2 separate regions of the Mus musculus genome follow, and region 1 is linked to region 2. The links are chromatin contacts, called in public Hi-C maps. All regions are on one chromosome and are shown on one strand. Each heading gives the region's core, a stretch centred on a gene start, on an enhancer-like site or on the middle of the called end of the contact. The rest is flanking DNA. Distances are from core to core; before and after follow the strand shown. Region 1 has its middle 11 kb from the start of Gm5532. Region 2 has its middle 16 kb from the start of Gm31772.

Evidence for each region. Hi-C and Micro-C count contacts between places; a contact is called where the count stands out from the background.
Region 1: a contact with region 2 is called in a Hi-C map of 8-cell embryo, with 1.8 times the contacts expected there. The contact joins two enhancer-like sites. A contact is called at or near these places in 1 of 15 datasets of contacts at CTCF or cohesin (pro-B cells), 22 of 484 Hi-C or Micro-C datasets (8-cell embryo, the AML12 cell line, the Ba/F3 cell line and 14 more), 4 of 115 datasets of contacts at active chromatin or transcription factors (the 230-238 cell line, T-cell acute lymphoblastic leukemia, bone marrow-derived macrophages and 1 more) and 1 of 9 other capture datasets (embryonic stem cells).

Annotation. Positions count from the first base shown.
Region 1 is chr1:155,535,459-155,540,976 of GRCm38.p6, forward strand. No RefSeq gene overlaps it. Among named protein-coding and RNA genes, the nearest start is that of Gm5532, 11 kb to the left of the region's middle. Within about 2 kb of position 2,848, at least 2 of the 459 cell types and tissues checked have an H3K27ac peak or open chromatin away from gene starts, as enhancers often do. A contact at or near this core is called in 8-cell embryo, where this site is marked.
Region 2 is chr1:155,462,801-155,468,406 of GRCm38.p6, forward strand. No RefSeq gene overlaps it. Among named protein-coding and RNA genes, the nearest start is that of Gm31772, 16 kb to the left of the region's middle. Within about 2 kb of position 3,666, at least 9 of the 459 cell types and tissues checked have an H3K27ac peak or open chromatin away from gene starts, as enhancers often do. A contact at or near this core is called in 8-cell embryo, where this site is marked.

The DNA of each region.
Region 1 (5,518 bases), core at 1,598-4,097, 72 kb after region 2:
TGTGTGTGTGTGTGTGTGTGTGTGTGTGTGAATATGTGACAGTACCAGCATTTGTATAGTTTACAGATTCTCATTTCAGAGTCATGTTTAATGCACTTAGATAACTTACTGTTTTCTTGATTTATTTGATGGCTACTGAAGAGAGGGTTTAATTTTTATTAATGGCCTACAAATATTCTTGGTTATTTAATATTTGAAGAGATTTTGTTTGTTTGTTTATCAATACTCTTCTATTTCTACCCACAATTCCATAGTGACTTCCATAAACTACCCCAGGAAACATCCAATTCTTTCACTCTTGGGGAATTTAGCTTTCCTTTTCCACAGCTTTATTCCTGTTTTATCCATGTTTAACCATGTTTTGAAGACATGGTTTCTCTGTGTTGCCTTGACTGTCCTGAAACTTGCTCTGTAAAACCAGGCTGGCCTCAAACTCAGAGATCTGCCTGCCTCTATCTCCCAAATGCTGGGATTAAACACATGAAGTACCTTATCCAACTTGTAAATTAAAAATCTTACAGTTAGGGCTGGAGGGATGACAAGATTTGATGCCCTTGTCTGGTGTTTCTGAAGACAACTACAGTGTACTTAGATATAATAATAAATAAAATCTTTTTAAAAAAGAAAGAAAGAAAGAAAGAAAATTACTTCATTCAAACCCATTTCAAATGTTATTTCCTATTTTAAGAATAATATAAATGAAAGTATTATATCTGATTGTGTTTGCCTGACCACATTTCCTTGACAATAAAAACTATTTTGGGTTTTTGGTTGCTGACATCTTATCATTCTTCCAAGAAGAAATCCCACAGAAGTAACTGAAGCCATGAATACCTCCAAGGTGATGCCCAGCCGTAGCCATCAATATTAACAAAGAGAGCTTGACTCTTCTTTATGTGTATGTAGATGGGCCTTTTGCCTACTCGTATGTCTGTGCACCATGGGCACACCTGGTGCCTTTGGAGGCCAGAATAGGGCATCAGACCCCCAGGGACTGGAGTTAAAAACAGGTGTGAGCTGCCAAGTGAGTGCTTGGAATTGAACCTGAGTTTTGAAAGAGCATCCAGTGTTCTTAAGCACTGAGCCATCTCTCCAGCCCAAGAAAGGATATCTTAGCAAGTGCAAACTTAAAAAAAAAAATTTTTTTAAAGCCAGGCAGTGGTAGCACCTTTAATCCCAGCACTTGGGAGGCAGAGGCAGGTGAATTTCTTTGTTTGAGGCCAGCCTGGTCTACAAAGTGAGTTCCAGGACAGCCAGGGCTACACAAAGAAACCCTATCTCAAAATCAAACAAACAAACAAACAAACAAAAATTTAACCACACAAAATTTTCAAATTTTAGTATACCCTAATGTCTGTCTGTCTTATATAACTTCTAATAAGCATGTTAAACATTTTATTTTTGTGTACTTTAGAATATCCGTTTTAATTTAACATTCTCTAAAATGGGAGAGGAAAGTGACACGGAAGTGTTTGGAAATGGCAGAACTGCTAACTCACTCAGGGGCAGAGGCAGGCGGCTCCCTGAGTCTGAGGCCATCCTTGTCTGCATTGCAACTTCCAGGGCTACATAGATCCTGTCTCAAAAACAAACAAACAAACAAACAAACAAACAAACAATACAACATTAACAACAACAAAAAGAATGTCTAAAGCAAAAACAAGCAAAAGGGGCTAATAATGTAGATTCAGAGGTGAGTTTATCTCAGTCCACACTGATTGACCAATCTCTCCTTGTTACTGTATCACTCAGGCTAACAAGTGGATTTCTGAGAACATTGTTTTTTAGCTAACCACAACCTATGTTCTTTATACACAGGTCTTAGGTTTTTATGCATAAAAAGTAACAAAATTAGGATGGAGATGCTGTTTAAAATAATGATAGAATTACATAAATAATTAGTCTGTTCACTGTGCAGCGTAAAGGTCAGAGTTTTAGGGAGACAATCCAATTGGCACGTCCCAGTGACAGAACACAAATATAGCTCTATGCTGCCATCTTCTGGTCAGTATGTGTATTACACTTGCACTTGCCTGTTCCCATCAAGATAATGCATATCTAAAATACTTTACTATTTTTGCTTTACTTTCTTTTTGAAACATGACTTCATTATGTAGCCCAGGATGACCAAGAACTTAAAATCCTCCTGCCTCAGCCTCCAAAGTTATAGGATTATAAACATGTGCCACTACATCCAGCAGGATCTGGAATCACCAGCAACCTGGAGAAGCAACAAATTCAGAGGACTGTTTTTCTATAAATATGTTATATTTTATGACAGTATATATTTATTTTCTTATATCTTTGTTCTTTAAACCACTAACTTAAAACTTGAAAAGATTATGGAAACAGATAAGAAGATTTTCAGTATTTTAGTTTTGAGTTCAATGATTTTCTTGAAAGAGCTTTACTTTGCTTTTTTTTTTTTAAATTGTTTTATCTTTTAGGTCTTTTGAGACAGGGTTTCTCTAACTCAGAGATCTGCCTGCCTCTATCTCTCAAGTGCTGGGATTAAAGTCATATGCCTCGAAGGTGGGAGTGGGTGGGTGGGGGAGCACCCTCATAGAGGCAGGGGGAGGAGGGATGGGTAGGGGGTTTCCAGAGGGGAGACCTGGAAAGCGGAAAACATCCGAAATGTAAATAAGAAAAACATCCAATAAAAGGAAAAAAAAAAAGTCTTGTGCCTCCACTGCTAGGCTGCTCGTGTATCTTGAGACAGGATCTCTATACATTGTCGAGGCTGGTTTCAAAATCCCCATCCTCCTGCCTCAGTTTCCCATACACAGGCGAAGAGCTTTCCTCCTAAGGTAAACAGTTTGATGTCCTCTTCTTCCAATAAAACCAGCTCCTGCCCCATTTCATGAATTCTGAGCACAGTGTGTCAGCTCATGCAAAAGGCTCAGACTACTTAGAAAATCTTCATGGGTCGACACGGCCACTCACTTAAATGTAAGGCCAAAGACCTTTTGACATTTGAAGGGCAGCGTCTGGAAAGTAATGGGCTCAGCGGGGGAGGCTGGCCAGCTTCTCAAAGTGCACCACACGCTTCACAGTCTAAATCTGCCATCTCGTCTGAGGGTTTCCTTTTAGATCTATTCATCTTCTGTGTAGGAGCGTCTTTCCTATGTGTGTTTCCAGATGAAAGGCGTAGCCCAGATTAAAGGTGTGTTCCTTAAACTCGGAGATTCAATCTTCTGGAATCCATAGCCACTATGGCTCAAGATCTTCAAACCAAGATCCAGATAAGGATCTCCAAGCCTCCAGATAAGGGTCACTGGTGAGCCTTCCAATTCCGGATTGTAGTTCATTCCAAATATTGTCAAGTTGACAACCAGGAATAGCCACTACAATCCACCCCTTGTCAACTTGACACAAATAATATCTCATGTTCACATGAAACAATAACAAGGTTGTAAATACGCCTAACATGATATAACTATCCCTCGTACAATCGCAAACGCATTAGTAAATTTACAATGGGCATTCATATTACTTTATAATCCTCGTTTCTGCAACTGGTTACGTGGCCTTAATTGGTGTTTATAACTACCTTCCTCTACTACCCATTCTGTATTTCCTTCACCTTCAGCCAGCACCTCAGCAGGTCTTGGCTCTTTTCCTGGAGGATTGACCCATACCTTCATTCCTGATGGGTCTGTGTCCTTTGTCATCCTGCTTGGATTAGGCTGTTGTAGTTTCCCATTGACTTTAATCACAGGACATGGTAGTACTAAGAGCCGCCCTAAGGGATCTCCTATACTCCAGACATAATCTTGCTTACCACCATTGTGAAGAGGTAATCCAATTTCCCCATGGTAATCTGGATCTATCACCCCTCCTAACACTGTTATTCCTTTTTTAGCCTGTTGGTTTAAGGGCATTAGAAGCCCAAAATGACCAGGGGGAAGTCTGAGCTTCCAGTTCAATGGAATGTTTGTTGTAGCTCCTGGTAGGAGCACTCCCCTCTCTGGAGCCAAAACTTCTAAGCCAGCAGAACCTAGAGTTATGGGGACAGGAAGCAAAAATTTTCCTAGAGGGTTACTAGGAGTGATAGTAAGTGGAACTATTCCCTTTTCCACCCCTTGATTCCTGGACCCATGAATCCTGGCTGTGGGTGAAACTGTACCATATATCGAGCGCTGATTCAAAGCATATACTGCCTTCTGAAGAACTCTACCCCAGCCTTCCAAGCTGTTACCACCTAATTGGCGCTGTAACTGCGTCTTCAAAAGGCCATTCCATCTTTCTATCAGACCAGCTGCTTCAGGATGGTGGGGAACGTGGTAAGACCAGTGTATTCCATGATCGTGGGCCCACTGTCGTACTTCTCTGGCTGTGAAATGAGTTCCTTGGTCAGAAGCAATACTGTGTGGAATACCATGACGATAAGGCATTCTGTCAGTCCATGAATGGTGGTTTTAGCAGAGGCATTACGTGCAGGAAAGGCAAATCCATAACCAGAATAAGTATCTACTCCAGTAAGAACAAAATGCTGTCCTTTCCACGAAGGAAGTGGTCCAATGTAGTCAACCTGCCACCAGGTTGCTGGCTGGTCACCTCGAGGAATGGTGCCATATCTGGGACTCAGTGTTGGTTTCTGCTGTTGGCAGATCTGGCAATCAGCAGCAGCTGTAGCCAGGTCAGCCTTGGTGAGTGGAAGCCCGTGTTGCTGAGCCCAAGCATAACCTCCATCTCGACCACCATGACCACTTTGTTCATGTGCCCATTGAGCAATGACAGGGATGGCTGGGGAGAGAGGCTGACTGTCCACAGAACGGGTCATCTTATCCACTTGATTATTGAACTCCTCCTCGGCTGAAGTCACCTTTTGGTGAGCATTTACATGGGACACAAATATCTTCACATCCTTTGCCCATTTGGAGAGATCTATCCACATACTTCTTCCCCAGATGTCTTTCTCACCAATTTTCCAATTGTGATCTTTCCAAGTCCCTGACCATCCAGCCAATCCATTGGCTACAGCCCATGAGTCAGTGAATAATCGTACATCTGGCCATTTCTTCTTGCAAACAAACTGTAATACCATGTGTACTGCCCGAAGTTCTGCCCACTGTGAAGATTTCCCTTCACCTGTGTCTTTCAAGGTTGTCCCAGAAAGGGGTTGTAATGCTGCAGCTGTCCACTTCTGGGTGGTGCCTGCATAACGTGCAGAGCCATCAGTAAACCAGGCTTTAGTCTTCTCCTCTTCGGTCAGTCGATCATAGGGAACACCCCATGAGGCTATAGGCACATGTTTGGCAGCAGATGGCATTGTAACAGGAGTAGAAACCATAGGCATTTGAGCAACTTCTTCATGTAACTTGCTTGTGCCTTCAGGACCTGCTCTGGCCCGATCACGTATATATCACTTCCATTTGATAATAGACTGCTGCTGTGCGCGTCCCACTTTATGACTTGCAGGGTCTGATAGTACCCAGCTCATGATGGGTAATTCAGGTCGCATAGTAACTTGATGCCCTATTTCAAACGTTCAGTTTCCACTAAGGCCCAATAGCAG
Region 2 (5,606 bases), core at 2,416-4,915:
CACTGAAGACTCCACTGCAGGTTCCACTGTTCCCCCCTCCCTGCCAGCTTCCCTCCTCCCCACTGCCTGTCATCCCTCAGTCCACGAAGACCGAAGCATTCTTCCGTCCATCTTTGTCCTCTCTCAGGACGTCACTAATGAAGGTTTTGTCATTTGCCCCAGTCCCCTTTGCCACCTGCCAACTAGATCATAACTTCACTCACAGTAGGGAAAGAGCATATAGTGGGGTCCTAACACAGGTTTGTTTAATGAACAAAACCTAGAGAAGTTTCGATATGTCTTTGTATCCCAGGGTGTTAACATAGACCTCACCTTTACCTTCTGGTGTGAGATGGTGGGTAGGGATCTGAGTGGACAGAGAAGCCTTCAGATTTTTATGACTAGCCCTCAGGGAAGGAATTCATTCCATAGCCTAGGAGCAGCTTTGCTTTGAGTTGGCTCAGTGGCTAGAGCTCAGATGCCGATGCACATTTCTGCCTCTGTTGCGCATTTAGTTCCAATACCTCTTGTAATTTCTTGGCTTTGTAGTTTCCCTAGTCACTTATATCATCCCCAACCCCACCCTGAGAAATTGGAGTAGATTTTTAGAAACATCATGAATTTCACATACACCTATTGGTAGTGATGGTGGGTTTGGTTTGCTTTTTGCTTAGCTGTACACATTATTCTGGATAAGCTGGTATAGGAGACACAATCATTTCTCTGTAACCAGGGTGACCTGGAGCACTTCAAGCTGGGAGGGAATTGGTTTCTCGGACTCAGTCGCTCACACTGCAGGAGTCTGGGCACCGTCTTGGCATCCATCAACATGACTGAATTAGTTGCTGCTCCATCTGATATTAATAGTGATGGCGTCTGGCTACAGGCGACCTTCCCTGCTTTGCTAAAAGAGGTTGTGACCTCTTTGCACACAAATTCAACGCGAGCGTGAAAATCTGCATCTGACTGGAGCTTTGACCTCACTAATTAGAGACGAGGTAATGTGAACTGGGCAATCTCTTTTTAAAAACCCAGCTCGCATGAAGCTATTAACTACTCAAATATCGTGAATGAGCTTGCTCTGTATGGGCTCTGATTCTAACATCAAACTGATGTCTGCAGGGGATGTTAGTAAAGAGTGAGAAAGGGGAAGAGGATGGGCAGTACTGGACAGAAAGTGATTTGGAGACAAGGGAATTAGTGATTAGTTAGACTACAGCCCTGGCTCTGAAGAGAGGACCAGAGAATGGGGGTCGGGCCTGTGCTGGGCACTTGGGAAAGGAGATGAACAGTAGAGAAATGTTTAGTAAAGAAATTCTGAAAGATCAGAAGGGGCCCCAGCTGTGTGGAAAGGGCAGCCTTATTGGGTCTGTGACTACCTGGCTAAAACAAAGACTCACAAAGTCCTCTGAGTTGGAAGCTCCAGAAAACACTGTTGTGTGGGGGCAGGATGGATGGAATTACGGACACCAAAACCACAGCTCTCATCTTAAAGGTGTGAATAGGAATTGTTTATTCTAGAGCCCCCTGTGGGTGACTATGGCCCAGGAACACAGATTTATGTTACGCCGGATTCCTTGTTCCAAGTTTCATAAGCAGTTTTATAAAGTTTTTCTAGCTTTACAGAGATAAAGGAAGTCATAAATCAAGGTCAACTAGGTGGAAGTGGCACACACCTTTAATCCCTGAGGTCCAGAGACAGAGGCAGGTGGATCTCTGAGTTCAAGGCCAGCCTGGTTTACAGAGTGAGTTCCAGGACAGCCAAGGCTATACAAAGAAACCCTGTCTTGAAAAACAAACAAATAAGCAAGCACATTAGTGAGTCCATCAGAGAGGCAGGTACAGGAGAGACAGGAGCATCTTTCCCTAGGCCCAAAATGCTATCTGAGCTTTTGGGGTTAGTGGAAGCTAGTGGTCTGTTGAATTATAGATTCCAAAGGATTTTTATCTATTAGTCACAGGATGATAATTCTGAAACAAAGGTGGGCAAGGAATGGCTGGTTCAGAGGGCTAGAACTAGCCTTAGATAAGATAACTAGCCTTTAGACTTGCAACCTCCCCACAGCATAGCAGTTCTAATCTCTGTAGGATTTCCAACAAGACTGTTTTGTTTGTTCTTTTCTGATAATGTGTATTCAGAAAACTTGGAAAACATAAACAAGCTTAAAGGAATCAATAAAACAGCAAAAACAGAAGGCAAAAATCATTGCCCTTTGGGGCATATAAGCCTCTGGTCTTTTATCTTCCTGTATTTGTGCATGTGCAAATCTCTTATAAAAATGTAAACTCCATTTCACACACGCACTGTCAGATAGCCTTGGCATGGTACATCTTGAGACCTGCTGGTAAACCATTTGTGAGCAATTGTTTTCTGTTCTTGTGGTTCCTGGGTGCTGCCTTTCCCACCCCACCTGCTTGGTGGGAGGCCAATCTCACCAAGGCTGATGGATGTAGGCACACCCAGGAGCCCCTTGTTCACTGACAGGATGAATGGCTCAGTTTAAAAATAATAACAAGGTTCTGCTCTGTACCTTACTTTGCATCTATCTTCTTTCTAAGAATAAGAGGCTTTTAAGTAAGGATGTGAGATAAAATAAAACAGATCGATTAGTGTGATCCACAGCCTAACACTCAGAGCATCCTGTTCGTGACACTAAGCCTTGTAATCATAGCCTGGGGTAAGAAGGCCAACTCCACAGGTGAAGAAAAAAAGCTGAGACACTTGGAAGGCATTCCTGTCTTAGAGCCTAGCCTCCCATCTCTTATGTTTCATATCCCACCCCTTGAGATGGGAATTTAACAATACAGTTCAGGTTGGCCTTGAACTCACAATCCTTCCGTTGAGCTGTAAAATTATAACTACATATCACCACTGCTAGCATGTTTTGTTTCGTTTTGTTTTGTTGTCAGGCACTCACATAGGTTAGCTTTGAACCTGATCCTCCTACCTTCACCTCCCGAGAGTGTTAGAATTACAGACAAGCCACCACCACACCAAGCTTGTTTCATATTTTGGATGTGGGTCAGAAGTGTGAGCCTCAATATCTCTCAGCAGGCCCTCTCTCTTTCTTCCCTACTACCACTGCCTGAGCTCGACCCTCTTTCCACATGTGAATTTCTGCAAAAGCCAGACATCTTGTCTTCCTACCCCTAAAGTTGATCCCATCAACCTGCCCCCTCTCAGTTGCAGTTAAAGGAACTTCCTGGTACGTATAGTTATGGCTATTTTTATTTTCTGTCTCCATGTAACAATCCACCACAAATCACCTTGACCTAAAACATCCATTAAGTTATTGTACTTGCAGGTGCCACAGGTCAGGAATTCTAAGCAGGTACCACAGGGAGTGGCTCTTCTCTGTCCTTGCTAACTAGGCTTCATGTGACTTCAGCTCTGGTGGAGGCAGAAAAGCCTGGGTTGGATGATGCCTCTCCATTTGCTTGAATTGCTCCCTGGTCTGCAGAGCTGAAGAACTGAATCTTCTGGGATGGCTTCAGAGTAGTCATGCCTGTTCTGTGGTAGTTAGTTCCATGTCTCCGGTGCAGTGGACCCCAGGGAGTAAAAGCCTCATGACCTTTGGTGACCCTGCCCCAGAAGTCACAAGCTATATTCCATTGGTCATAGTAGTCATACCAGGCCCTAGTTCCAGGAAAAGGGAGTATAAACTCCACTCTTGGTGGGGGGGGAAATGTCAAAAATAGTGTTCTGTGACTCAGAACGGCCTATTATCTGTCTACTTAGTAGTTAGGATCTCCTACCTATCTGGGTAACCATAAAAGGCAGTTTAAAGGGTGCACCGCACCAACTATTTAAGTTTGCTCACTCTTTGTTCACCACACTTCCTAAAGAAGAAAGGAACCACAGAAAAGCAAAATAAGACAAAACAAAACAAAACAAAACAAAACAGAAATGATGGGATTCGAGGTGATTTTCATTTTCTAATGAAAATTCCCATCTTCTGTTTTCTAAGCTCAGCAAAACCAAGTGTACCACACTAGGTCGCAGGTGGACGCACTGGGAAGCACTAGCTGGATGCAGAGTGGGCTGAGAGGGCTCAGCAGAACAAGCCCACCACCTCCCTCAGTACAGGGGAGAGAAGCCAGAAACCTCGGTAGGAAGGGTTAGGAAGTCAGTGCTGGAGCTGGAATACCATTCCCAATGCCCAGGTCAGGTGACTCACTCTGTGACTCCACACGCACATACATGCATACATATTTGTAATTTCTAATAATAATAATAATAATAATAATCCTACCCCTCTTAAAGTCAAAGACAAGTCTTCTTTATACAGAGTAGCTCTGGATTCTATCTATAACCACCTACCTGTCACGGGAAATACTTTTCATTTTAAACCAAATAGGGAGACCTAACGTGATCATTTGAGACCTTGACCTCTGTCTGTCTCCTGGAGTTTGGGGGCATATGGGAATAGTGACTGATTGAGAGAAGTTCAAAGGCTCAGGACTAGAACAAAGGAAAGAGAGTATTCAGGCACAAGCAGCTTTATGTTCATGAAGGAAGGGGCTGACTCTCAGGCCATGTTAAAAGGGACCTGACCGAAGAGAACAACTTTCAAGGAAAAGCAATCTGACAGAAGATCCTATAAGGTACCCTACCACACCAACTGACCGTATCAGTAGTCACATGACTCCACCATTTCTCCCAATCCTTCCTCTTGCCCAAGGGACTTGAGTAGGGAAAGAGCAGCTGGTGGGTAGAAGAGAAAGAGGGAAAGAGCTGTTTGCATCCCTTCCCCACTTCAGGTTTCCAAGACTGAAGCAAGGAGGGACGAGAGACACTTTTAAATGAATGACGCTCTGAAAGGGCTATGTTCGACTTGACATGGCATTTGCTGGATTTAAATGAGAACATTCTTAGGACTGAAGCAAACCAGAGATGCTAAGGAGTTTTCTCTAGAAGGACAACAACAACAAAAGTAAAAAGTTAAAAATGTGTTCACTATATTCAACATGTACAATCACACACACACACACACACCACATATATATATATATATATATATATATATATATATATATATATATATATCCTTTCTGATGTAAAAACAAATCTTTTTGAGGCATGATGGCTAGCCAGGAACTCACAGTGACCCATCTGTTTTGTGCCTCCCCTCCTCCCAGCAAGTGCTGGAATTACAGGTCCGTGACAGGACATACAGCTTGATTTCCTTTTTCTTTTTAAAAAATATTTATTTTTATTTTTATTTATATGAGTACACTGCAGCTGTCTTCAGATACATATGAAGACTGCATCTGATTCCATTGCAGATGGTTGTGAGTCTCCAAGTGGTTGCTGGGAATTGAACTCAGGATCTCTGGAAGAGTAGTCAGTGCTCTTAACCACTGAGGCATCTCTCCAGTCCCCAGCCTGATTTTCTAACTTTTATTTTGATTATACATTATTTGTGATTGATTAAAATGCATGGTAAAGCTGGGCGGGATAGCTTACATCTGTAATCCCAGGGCTTAGGAGGCTAAGTGAGGTCAGAAGCTTCCTTTGAGCCTGGGTGATACAGTGACTTCCAGGCCAATCTAGGCTATAGAATGGGACTCCATCTCAAGAAACAAAAATCAAAACAAAATAAACAACACAAAAAAACCCAAAACAA